2 separate regions of the Mus musculus genome follow, and region 1 is linked to region 2. A link is a contact called in public ChIA-PET data. All regions are on one chromosome and are shown on one strand. Each heading gives the region's core, a stretch centred on a gene start, on an enhancer-like site or on the middle of the called end of the contact. The rest is flanking DNA. Distances are from core to core; before and after follow the strand shown.

Region 1 (5,584 bases), core at 301-2,800, 160 kb after region 2:
AAATTTGGAGAAGTTTGGCCTGGTAATTCCTAAACAAAGATATGCGCATTATCTGTAGTTTTGAAGCTGTCCAGCTCAACTACCCAAGTAGCAATGGATACTGTTTCTCTGTGTTTTGTTCAACAAATGAAATGGGAAGAAAATAGGAGAGTGCTGATAAGTATCTGTGATTCAAGACCTTCGAATGACTCCATGATTCCGTCCTAAATACAGTTGAAAGGTCTAAAAAGCAACAATGAGGCAGGCTTTGCAGGCAAGGCACATGAGCTGCTCACTCACAGAAAACAAGCTCTCTATGGTCACTTTCATGTCCACGAGGGGAAACCCCAAAGCAAAGGGCTATTATGAACTTTTCCTCCAAAAGGCAGTGTGGTCCCTACTCTTGAAAATTCAAATTCCAGGTGTGTTAAGCACTAAATATTGCATTTAATAGAGATTACTACTACCATTGGATTTTATTTTTTATACTATGAACTCTTAATACTATAAAAGCCAAGCATGTTAATGCATGCACATATTGATATTCAAAGTTGAAAGTGAGAAACATTAAGTACAGTCCCTCTTTTACCAGCTAAGCCATCTCCTGGCCCAATTAGGTTTTAAAAAAATATAGTATAAATTTAAGTACTCAGGAGGTAGAAACATAAATTGGAAACAAACCATTCCTGGCACCTGGTTGTCTGGACGAAGAAGATGCATAACTCAGAGCAGCGTCTCTCCATCTACCCTGCTAAGAGCCCTTCTCAAATGCACACCCCTTTTACAGTAGACTGCTATGCAGTCTCTGCAGCTGCCACTAGCCATGATGTAGGGGCTCAAAGAAGAACCACACGGCTCTGTAACTAGTGCTCTAAAAGAGCTTCTTATACAAAATTTTTTCCACCACACAATCCAGACTGGTGCAGCCATTCAAAGACTATCAGGAGTGACTTGGCAACCTTACAGCAAGAGCTTCTGCCCCTAGGTTTATTATCTACTCCAAAGAACTGTGATGTCACCTACATAGAGACATGGCTGGAGGTTGTTTCCCGTAGCACTGTTGATGACAGGAAGGCAAAGCCTACTCTTCAAAGTGCAGGTAAAATGGGGTAGAGATACACTGTAGGGCAACATGCACCAGAATCAAATGCTAACTGAATAAAGCAACAATCAATTCCACTTATATGCGTGAAATATTTTCCACATTTAATTTGCACACTTAGTATGTATAGACATATTGAAATGTTTACCTTTAATGTGAGGAAGATGGAACTTTGATGGTATAAGCTTAATATAAGTTTAAAAAAGAAGTATTAAAAACCCATAAACTGTTTAAAGCCCACTGCTCTTTTATCAGTGAGCCATATAATTACTGTTACACCCTTCCGTTCTTAGGCTAAGCTTGTTCCTGGACACACCAACATGCACACACAGTTCTGCAATGGGAACTCTGTGGCACACTTCCTGGCACATTTCTCAAAACGCCACCACGTTTCCTGATGTGACTTAACTGCTCCTCAGCAGTCAGGTTCAACTAACGTAAGGGGCAAAGCAAGTGCAAAGCCGCAGGGCGGATGTTCTCAGGAGTTAGCGGCTTGGCTGCCTAGGAAGTGCTCTAATGCACTGTTTGCCAGGTTTAGGTCGGACATGCTAAGGGTTTAAGAACGAAGCATAATAAAGTGTATTCCTCTATTTCATCTGCCAAAATTGGCTACCAACTGCACTGTGCATTTCTGTTCAGTTATTTTACCTTTCCAACACAAACGAAAACAACATGTACATATTCAAGTACGTATTTTTGTTTCTCACTATAAATACAATAAATGCATCTAGAAATTTAAGACAGCATACAAAGAATCAAATGAAAATTATTCATGATGTTTCACCATCATTCACAAGATACAATGTTTAGCTGCTAGAGAAATATTTATCTTTTTTCCATGTTAACCTAGACATTGTATTTACGAGTATCCAGTATTTAGAATATTTAATTATACAATCAACCATTATTTCCATTGATGATCTCTAAACAATTAGCGGTTATTAATTCACTTTAAAACTCGAGAATCTGTAACAAGACTCAGCAAACATTTCCTGTTAAGAGTCAGGTACTGAAAGCTTTAGAAAAGCCATATACCATTTGTTGTATGAGATTGCTGTTCTCTTTTGCTAATTCTTTAGAAAAACAAACAAAGCAAAACAAACAAACAAACAAAAACCCCTAAATCTTCATTTATAAGATGAGCTAACTCTGACCCAAGCTCTTCCTGGCTGCCTTCGGATCTAGAACCAAAGCCATGGCATGTCTGCGCACAGATTAGAAGGCCACAAGGATACTACCCCTACACATCACATGGAAGCAAACTGAGGAAGCCATGCTTTTAAAACTACACTTCTCAACAGGAATTTCATTTGACGCTTGATGGCACAGAGTCAAGGACAAGGGGTTATATTAAAATGCTTAAAACAACCAGATGTGGTGGCACATGCCTGTAATTCCAGCCCTCAGGAAGCAGAGGTGACAGGAGGGGGAGAGGCTGGAGGAAGATACTAAACCAGACTTGCCTGATGTTTATACATCTTTAGATTCCTGTCTTTCTTTCCTCTATCTCCTCAGTCTCACTGTCATGAATGGTTAGCAACTGGATGACCATCCAGTACTTTTGGTAGTCAAGTTATTTAGGGATAGTCATATGATAGCTTATTCAAAGGAAATGGGATGGAAAATAATGTTAAATATAGACTTCAAATGGGCAAACTAGTGTCGCATTCAGCAAACAGTGGTGCCTTCTTTTTTTTCAAGAAAAACAATTTGATGTTTAAATTCTATCCTGTTAAATAGGCATTATCTTCTCTGTGCCACTTGGCAAAAGAGTTACATATGGCATGTAGTATAAAAGTTACATTTTAATCAAAGTTTTTCAAGACAGATTTCTTACAAGTTTAATATGCAATATTTAAATAGCTGTAAGACTATTTAACTGAAAAAGTTGTTACTAAAAAGCAACTTTTATCATTAAATTTTACTAAGTCCACACTGTCCACTGCTAAACAGTAGAGCTTCGATCAGGAGAAAGTAGTTGGGAAATGTTTAGTAAGTGCCTGGGCCAAGACTGCCTTGCAGCCCAGCCCAACCACCAGGGAATATGTGGAAAGGTCATTCAGGGTTGAAGGTCAAAGGAGGCTAAGCTGCTCTGCATGAGACTAGGAGAGCAACTGGCCTTCCTTTTTCCTAAGCAGAGAGAACAGAAATCAGCACAGGTAGCAGCTCAGAGGCCACAGGACTACCAGGACTGCAGAGAGCTTAGGGAGGGTTTTGGCTGTCCATTTCGTCTTGGTGGGTCTAGAGCAGCAGTCCTCAATCTGTGGGTCATGACCCTTTGTGGAGGCTGTTAAATTACTCTTTTTAGGGGCTGCATATCAGATATCCTGCATGTCAGAGAGTTACATTATGATTCCCAACAGTAGCAAAATTAGTTATGAAGTAGCAACAAAAATAATCTCATGGTTGGGATGGGGGTCACCACAAGATGGGGAGCTGTGTTAAAGGCTTGCAGCTTTAAGAAGGTTGAGAATCACTGCTCTTGATATTCTGCTGACATGTGAGTCACAGACACATTAAAATATTAGCTCATAGGGTACTTTTGTCAAAATTTACATCACAGGATATTAATAAAATCATCAGTTACCTCAAAATCTTTTTAAACAAGGAAAATGTGTATCTGTTTAACTACAGCAACAGATAAAATTGATAAAATGGTAAAAAATGGACAGAGGTCTTTAAAACATGGGTAACACAGAGTAAGTACTATAACATGCTTGTGGAGTCCCTTAACCAAAACCAGAAAACATCTTGAGAGGAGGCATTTTATGTGACAGGTTCTGTAGGTACTGAAATAGGTCTGTACTTCTGGGAAGAAACAAACCCAGCCCAGCAAGCCAGAAAGCACTTTCAATGTTGAGTGGCAAAACTAAGATACTAGATTACAAAAGGGGCTGGCAGCTGAGCTTCTAGTGCCACAGAATACTAACAACTAACTAAACAGATGCAATCATGCTGTCAGGCTTAAGGCTGTCCTGGGAAATCAAACAGCTCCGACCCCTTGAGAACAGCAATTTCAGGGCAGCAGTAAGGAATATCAAAATGCTAAACAGAAAGAGTGAGAAGAAATGTATGCTCATCTATTCTCTATATCTTTTAAGAATAAAAATAATTTGGTTTTGGTATTAAAATCATCACAAATCCTTCAGTTACGTAAAAACCGCAGAACTCGGAGGTTTTAGAAGCAGAAGCTCCCCTGCGTCGGTGCCCAGAGCACAGGGCCAGGCGCCATGCTCTTCAAACACAGGAGGCTGAGTGCAGGACCCTGCGTCGGTGCCCAGAGCACAGGGCCAGGCGCCATGCTCTTCAAACACAGGAGGCTGCGTGCAGGACCCTGCGTCAGGTGCCCAGAGCACAGGGCCAGGCGCCATGCTCTTCAAACACAGGAGGCTGCGTGCAGGACCCTGCGTCAGGTGCCCAGAGCACAGGGCCAGGCGCCATGCTCTTCAAACACAGGAGGCTGAGTGCAGGACCATCCAGAACTGCAGTACAGTTTAAAGAGGGCTGGGTGACGCTCAGGATGCAGGCATGTTTACTATAAACATCTTTATAAACACATGCAGCTCCGCATATCTAAGACATGTAAGTATTTTAATGTAATTCTACCACACAAAAGAATTTTCAATTATATTTGTCATAAACCTAAGCCTTGTTTTGCAAAGCCAATTGTCAAAGATCTTTAGAATTTTAAGACAAGATTTGTTTTTTATTTTTATGTGTGTAAGTGTTTTACCTGGTTTGTGCATCCCATGCATGCCTGGTGCCCACAGAGCTCAGAAGAGGATACCAGATGCCCTAGAGCTGGAGTTACAGACTGTCGTGAGCCACTGGGCTGGGAATGGAACTCTTAACTGCTGAGTCATCTTTCTAGTCCCTAATGTTACTTTTTGAGTGAAATTTTATATGTAATGGATAATTTTTGTTTAACAATAAAATTCAGAGAACAAAGAATAGATAACTTTTTGAGCTATGGCTACTGTTAACTCAGGAGACAACTGGGTTCCAAGCTTGAGGGACGCAATTAACTGGGGTGTTTGAGTCTTTCTCTACTACCTTTAACAGTCACTATCCCACATTTCAAGATTTTCTCACGAGCCCTCCTCTTTCTCACCCTAGAAGTCACATTACTTCAAAGACCTTCATTTCCCACTCCATGGCAATCATAGCTCATGTTTCAATCTTTAGCTCAAACTGGCATTTCATAACTTTAAATTAGAAATATCAGTAGCAATCAACAATATGAACTAACCAGTACCCCCAGAACTGTGCCTCTAGTTGCATATGTAGGAGAGGATGGCCTAGTTGGCCATTAGTGGGAGGAGAGACCCTGGTATTGCGAAGATCATATGCCCCAGGGGAATGCCAGGGCCAGTAATCATCGGGAGAGGGTGGGTTGGGGAGTAGGGCGGGGGAGGGTATAGGGGACTTTCAGGATAACATTCGAAATGTAAATGAAGAAAATATCTATTTAAAAAAATGAAATTAAAAAAATGTCAGTATCAA
Region 2 (5,994 bases), core at 1,375-3,874:
GACAAGCTGAGGGGTCCTTCCTGGTATGTGGGTGCAGTTTGGGTTCTGCTGTAGGTCAAGTTTTTAGGCTTTTTTTTTTTCTCTCTTTAAGATGGAGGCCAGTCCCATGGTGGAGTAGGCATTTCCTGGCACAACAACTTCAAAAAATCATCTCCTATGATCAAGTAGGCTTCCTCCCAGAGATGCAGGGATGGTGCAACATATGAAAACTCATCAACATAATCCACCATATAAACAAACTGAAAGAAGAAATCCACACGGTCATCCCACTAAATGCTGAAAAAGCCTTTGACAAAATCCAACACTTCTGCATGATAAAGTCTTGGGAGAGATCACGGATACAGGGCACATACCTAAACATAGTAAAGGTAATTTACAGCAAGAGTATAGCCAACATCAAATTAAATGGAGAGAAACTTAACGCAATTCCACTAAAATCAGGGATAAGGCAAGGCTGTCCATTCCTTCCATATCTCTTCAGTATAATACTTGAAGTTTTAGCAATAAGACAACTAAAGGAAATTACAAATTAAAGCTATAGTATTGATATTTGCAGATGACATGATAGCATTCATAAGTGACCCCCCCAAAATTTCACCATGGAACTCCTACAGCTGCTAAATACCTTCAGCAATGTGGTTAGATACAAGATTAACTCAAAAACAAAACAAAACAACAACAAAAAGCACTAGCCCTCCCATATCCAGATGATAAAAAGGCTGAGAAATAAATCAGGGGAACAACATCCTTCACAATAACAACAAATAATGTACAATATCTTTTGTTAAACAAGTGGAAAACATGACAAAAACTTCAAGTATTTAAAGAAATTGAAAAAGATATCAAAAGGTGGAGAGCTCTCCCATGCTAATGAATAGGTAGGATTAACATAGTAAAAATGGCCATCTTACCAAAAGCAACCTGGAGATCCAGTATAATCCCCTTCAAAATTCTAGCACATTTTTATAGACTTTGAAAGAATAGTATTTAGCTTCATATGGAAAGACAAAAGGCCAGGGTAGCTAAAAGCAACCCTGTACAATAAAAGATATTGACTTCCCCTATTCCAAGCTCTGCTACAGAACTATAGTAATAAAAACCTCACAGTATGAGCATAAAAACAGGCAGGTTGATCAATGGGATGGAATTGAAGACCCAGATGTAAATCCACCTATGGACACCTGAGTTTTTATAAAGAAATCCAGAATTATTCAATGGAAAAAAGAAAGCATCTTTAACAAATGGTGCTGGTCTAACTGGATATAGATCTATATCTACCACCCTGACTGCACAAAACTCTAGTCCAAGTGTATCAAGAACCTCAACATAAAACCAGATACACTAAACAAAGAAGAGATAAAGAAAATGTGGTATATTTACACAATGGAGAATTATTCAGAGTTAAAAAAACAAGACAAAACAACCAAACAAACAACCCCTAACATCATGAAATTTGCCAGCAAATGGATGGAACCAGAAAACAAAAACAAAAACAAAAACCTATCCTGAGTGGGGTAACTCAGACCCAGAAAGACAAGCATGGTACGTACTCACTTATAAGCAGACATTAGCTATAAATTACAAGATAATCATGCTACAATCCACAGACCCAGAGAGGCTAAGTAACAAGGAGCCATCTCCCTAGGAGGGAGAAATAGAGTAGGTATCATGGGATTGGAACTGGGGGCATGTGGGGATGGGAGCAGAGGGATCAGGTTGGGCGAGGATGGAGGGAGAGAGTATGGCAGAGAAGACTGGAATGTGGGGGCTAGAAACCTATCAGGGTGACCCTTGCTATGACTCCTAGTAATGAGGGGTTTGGAGCTGTCTGCTGTAGCCAGGCAAGCCTTCCAGTGGAGAGACTGGGACACCAACTCAGACCCCAAACCTCTGACCTACCATTTATCCTGCCTGCAGGATGTGCTGGAGAAAAGATGGCACAGAACTTGTGGGAGTCTCCATCCAATTACTAGTCTCTCTTGAGACTTGTGCCACAAGAGGGAGGCCACCTCTGACACTGAATTCATGGAGGTCAGGAACAAGAGGCTGGATGCCCCAGACAGCTAAGATAGAACTGAACATGACCAAAAAAAAAAAAAAAAAAAAAAAAAAGCATGAAATGTTTTCTAATCATATTCTGCCATACTTGTAGACAGAAATCTAACATAGTCGCCATCAGAGAGGCCTACAGCCACACAATAGGCAGAGCTTGGGGAATCCTACAGGATATGGGGAGGAAGGATTGTAGGAATCAGAGCTCAAGGGCACCACAAGAAAACTCACAGAATCAACTAACCTGGCCTCATAGGCACTCACAGAGACTGAACCAACAATCAGCGATCCTGATGGATCTGACCTAGGCCCTCAGCATAGCTGGTTGTTTGGTTCAGTGTGAAATCACTTTCTTCTTGTAGTTGGCTCCTTTAAACTTTGTGTGTGTGTGTGTGTGTGTGTGTGTGTGTGTGTGTGTGTGTGTTCGTTCGTTCATTCCATTAGCTCTGGTTCCACTGTCTCTGGGATAGCCTGGAACTTGCTTGTTCTAATCTTCCTGTCCCTACCTCCGAGAGTGCTGACATTTCTAGAGCAGAGGGTTTCTGCGTGAAAGGAGGTGTGGTTGGACTGGGGGAATAAGGAAGTGTCCTCCAGAACTGGCGGGAGCTCTTAAGGCGGGCAGAAAGCGAAGCAGCCTATGGCCTCTAGGGCTGGCACCAGGATGCCACCTCTAATGATTAACTCAAACGCCTCTAAACATTCGGAGGCATTTCTGTCCCCTATGCCCTAGTTCTCTCAGTTGTCTTTCATTCTGACTTCGGTGCTTAAAAGTCCAGCTTCTCGGAATCGGTAGCAAACCTCTGTGAGCCGGCGTGGAACAGGAAGTGAGTACAGTTCTGGGGAGCGCCGGCCCGGGCTGGAGGCTCGGAAAGCCCAAGCCAGCGGAGGCCTCGCCCGAGCTGGAGTTGTGACCGGCGCGGCAGGTACTCGGCCACAGGTGAGTGCTGCAGAGCAGTCGGGTTCCTTTCCCACCAGCGGGCCGAGATCCCACCGGTGGGTGTCGATCTCGCGTGGCGCTCCCCGAAATGCAGCCATCGGGGTGCCGTCGCCGCCTCTCCAGAAAACTTTATTGGACTTCTTAGGCTTACTTTCTTTGTAGTTTGGCTCAGGACCTGGAGCTGAGTTAATCCTCCGGGGAGTCCTCTAGCTTGAGCTGCGTTTCCTCCGGCGATTTTCGTGCTCTTCCCAACTCAGACGTCCATCAACTCTAATCCCAAATTCTCTCTTCCTTTCTCCTTCTCCTCCAACATCTCCCCTCCCTTTTTCTCTCCCTCTTCTTCTCTTTGCCTTCTCCTCTCCCTCCCTCTCCTCTTCCTCTCTCCCTCCCTCCCTCTGTCCCTCTTTGGTTTCATGATTTCCTGCAGAAGCTCAGGCTTCTTGAACTTACGACCTTGCTTCCACCTCCTGAGTGCTGGCAGTACAGGGGGTGGGGGGTCGTAGGGCACTAGCTCTGCACTTAAAACACCAACCCCCCACCCCCTCACCCCAACCCCCACAGAGAGGGGATGAGAGAGGAGGGAGGGAGGGGGCTACAGGTGACCTGAGGCCGGTAATTCCTCTACGTGCTAAGCAGTTGTAAGGGTGACTGGCTTGTTAAGTACCTGTAAGGAATTATCATACAGTCATATTTCTGTTTCTTCTTTCTTTCTTTCTTTCTTTCTTTCTTTCTTTCTTTCTTTCTTTCTTTCTTTCTTTCTTTCTTTCTCTCTCTCTCTCTCTCTCTCTCTCTCTCTCTCTTTCTTTCTCTTTCTTTCTTTCCTTCCTTCCTTCCTTTCTTTTCTTTTCTTTTCTTTTCTTTTCTTTTCTTTTTTCTTTCTTTTTTTTCTTTTTCTTTTTTGTCTTTTTAAAGGGAGTCCTCTAAGTGCCTTCTGCTTGGCTAGGTCTCAGTTTCATTCTTTAAAAAATTATTTATTTCTATTTTAATTTCATGAGTATGAGTATTTTGCCTGCATGTATGTATGTGCACCTGGTACTGGGCGGGGGGGGGGGGGGTGGCGGCACAGATTCCTTGAACTGGATTTACAGACAGTTTCAGCCATTATATGGGTGCTGGAAACTGAACCCAGGTGGTCTGCAAGAGCATTGAGTGCTCTTAAACTCCTGAGTTGTCTCATCGACAAATCTTTCTTTTTTTAAATAAATATGGCATTGATTGAATTAGCATGAGGACGATTAGTGCTCCCGTTTCTTACAAACCTATTTAAAGAAGACTCAAGAACTCGTATGTGGACACAGAGGAGTTGCTGGTCATGGCTGTGTGTCTCCCATGTCTCTTTCCCAGGAGGGAGAAAGGTGACCCCATAGCAGGCCATTTAGCTGTTATTTGATTTTGCCCAGTAATTTCTGTTTGTGGGTAGGTTCACTCCAGGAACTAATATGATTTCTCCAGCAGCCTGCATAGCCTGACCACCTCACCCTATCAGGTTGCTCTTTTTTCTTTTTCTTTTCTTTTCTTTCTTTCTTTTTTTTTAATCTTCCAACTTAAAAGAAATTCTAATAAGAAAGTGGGCATCTTCTTGCTTTATTTGACATTCCTCGGATTTACTGACCCATGTGATGTGTCATCCTATGCTCTCATGGGCTTAGTGCCTATAGGGGAGCTCCATGTGTTTTTTCCAGCAAGACCACACCCCCATTGCCCCTGTACAGAGGTTCATTGCCTCTTTACACAGTATCTTCTCATTGATGATTTTCAGGCTGTTGTTATGTGGTTCAAGTATTACCATGAGAGCTTCAGTTGCTGCACTCACAGGAAGTTCGTGGTCTCTGACAGGAAATTCTCAGAAAACAGTGAGCCAGAACTGGGGTAGAGGTTATAGAGGATGCTGGGAAAACTATAGTAACTCCTGGAGTGGACTGGGCCACAGACAGGATTTGATTTTGCTGCTTCCATGGTGCCCAGGTTCCTGGGCAGAATCAAATGCCAGCTAAAGGTCCTGGTACGATGGTGTCACCTTTGCCCAGACATCGAGGGTGGACATATGCTTTTGGGCGCCTCATTCAGTTCCCTCAGCTGTGAAGTTGGCGCTCTTTACTCTGAAAGTTTACATTCTATTTTAGGTAGCAGAAAACACAGTTTCAAAGTCCTTTTCTTTTTCTTCTCTTTAACACCAGAAAATATTTTAACTAATTCCCAGCAAGGAGCTTATGTGTTTGTACACAGGTTTGCTCACACAATGAAGGACCCAGGGTTTGCCTCTTTGGGGAGTTTGCTGTAGGAAAGCCCTGATTTTGACTTTAGGCTTATTTTTTGTTTGTTTGTTTGTTTGGTTGGTTGGTTGGTTGGTTTTTTTTGTTTTTTTGTTTGTTTGTTTGTTTGTTTTGTTTTGTTTTGTTCTGTTTTAGCTGTAAGTAGAAACTATCGAACTAGGAGCAAGGAGAACATCCCTGTGTAACAGTAAGACTTAGCTGTGGAAGTCAGCAAACCCTCAAAGCCCAGGCAGGACTCTAGGCCCATCAGAGGTGAAACACTTCTGGGGCCTATTTTTGCTAGTTAATAAAATTTTAGAAATTAATTCTTTTATTTTTTTTAAGATTCTAAAAGCAGGTAGAATGAAAGTTTTTCAGGTATATTCATATGATTTTTCTAAATTTCATTGATATTAGTTGTAATGTCTTCCTTGTTGCTTCTAACTTTGTTAATGTGGGTTTTCTCTCTTTTGCTTGGTTTAGTTTGTTTGTTTGTTGTTTTTAATCTTTTCTTCATATCAACTCTGCTTCTTTAATTCTTTGTGAAATTTTTTGTTTTGTTTTGGTTTGTTTCATTAATTTCTGCCCTGATCTTAATTATTTTTCCCATATGTCTTAATTTTTCTGTTGCTATGAGGAAACACCATGACCAAGGCAACTTTTAGAAGAAAGCATTTAATTGGGAGCTTGCTTCCAGTTTCAGAAGGTTAGTTCATTATCATCATTGTGGGGCGCATGGGGACAGGCAGGCAG

Evidence for each region. ChIA-PET counts read pairs in DNA pulled down with a chosen protein or histone mark.
Region 1: a contact with region 2 is called in an RNA polymerase II ChIA-PET map of effector CD8 T cells, with 4 times the contacts expected there. The contact joins the enhancer-like site here to the promoter of Casp8 in region 2. A contact is called at or near these places in 1 of 39 promoter capture datasets (the SN4741 cell line), 2 of 15 datasets of contacts at CTCF or cohesin (the NIH/3T3 cell line and large pre-B cells), 13 of 115 datasets of contacts at active chromatin or transcription factors (the 230-238 cell line, the SCID.adh cell line, bone marrow-derived macrophages and 7 more) and 4 of 9 other capture datasets (adipose tissue, embryonic trunk, liver and 1 more).

What each region holds. Positions count from the first base shown.
Region 1 is chr1:58,954,946-58,960,529 of GRCm38.p6, forward strand. All of the region lies in intron 1 of Trak2 (trafficking protein, kinesin binding 2), which reads right to left. Among named protein-coding and RNA genes, the nearest start is that of Trak2, 16 kb to the right of the region's middle. Within about 2 kb of position 1,551, at least 91 of the 459 cell types and tissues checked have an H3K27ac peak or open chromatin away from gene starts, as enhancers often do. A contact at or near this core is called in the 230-238 cell line, bone marrow-derived macrophages, effector CD8 T cells and 3 more, where this site is marked.
Region 2 is chr1:58,792,750-58,798,743 of GRCm38.p6, forward strand. It overlaps Casp8 (caspase 8), which reads left to right and starts at 2,625. Exons shown (of 9, transcript NM_009812.2): 1 at 2,625-2,989.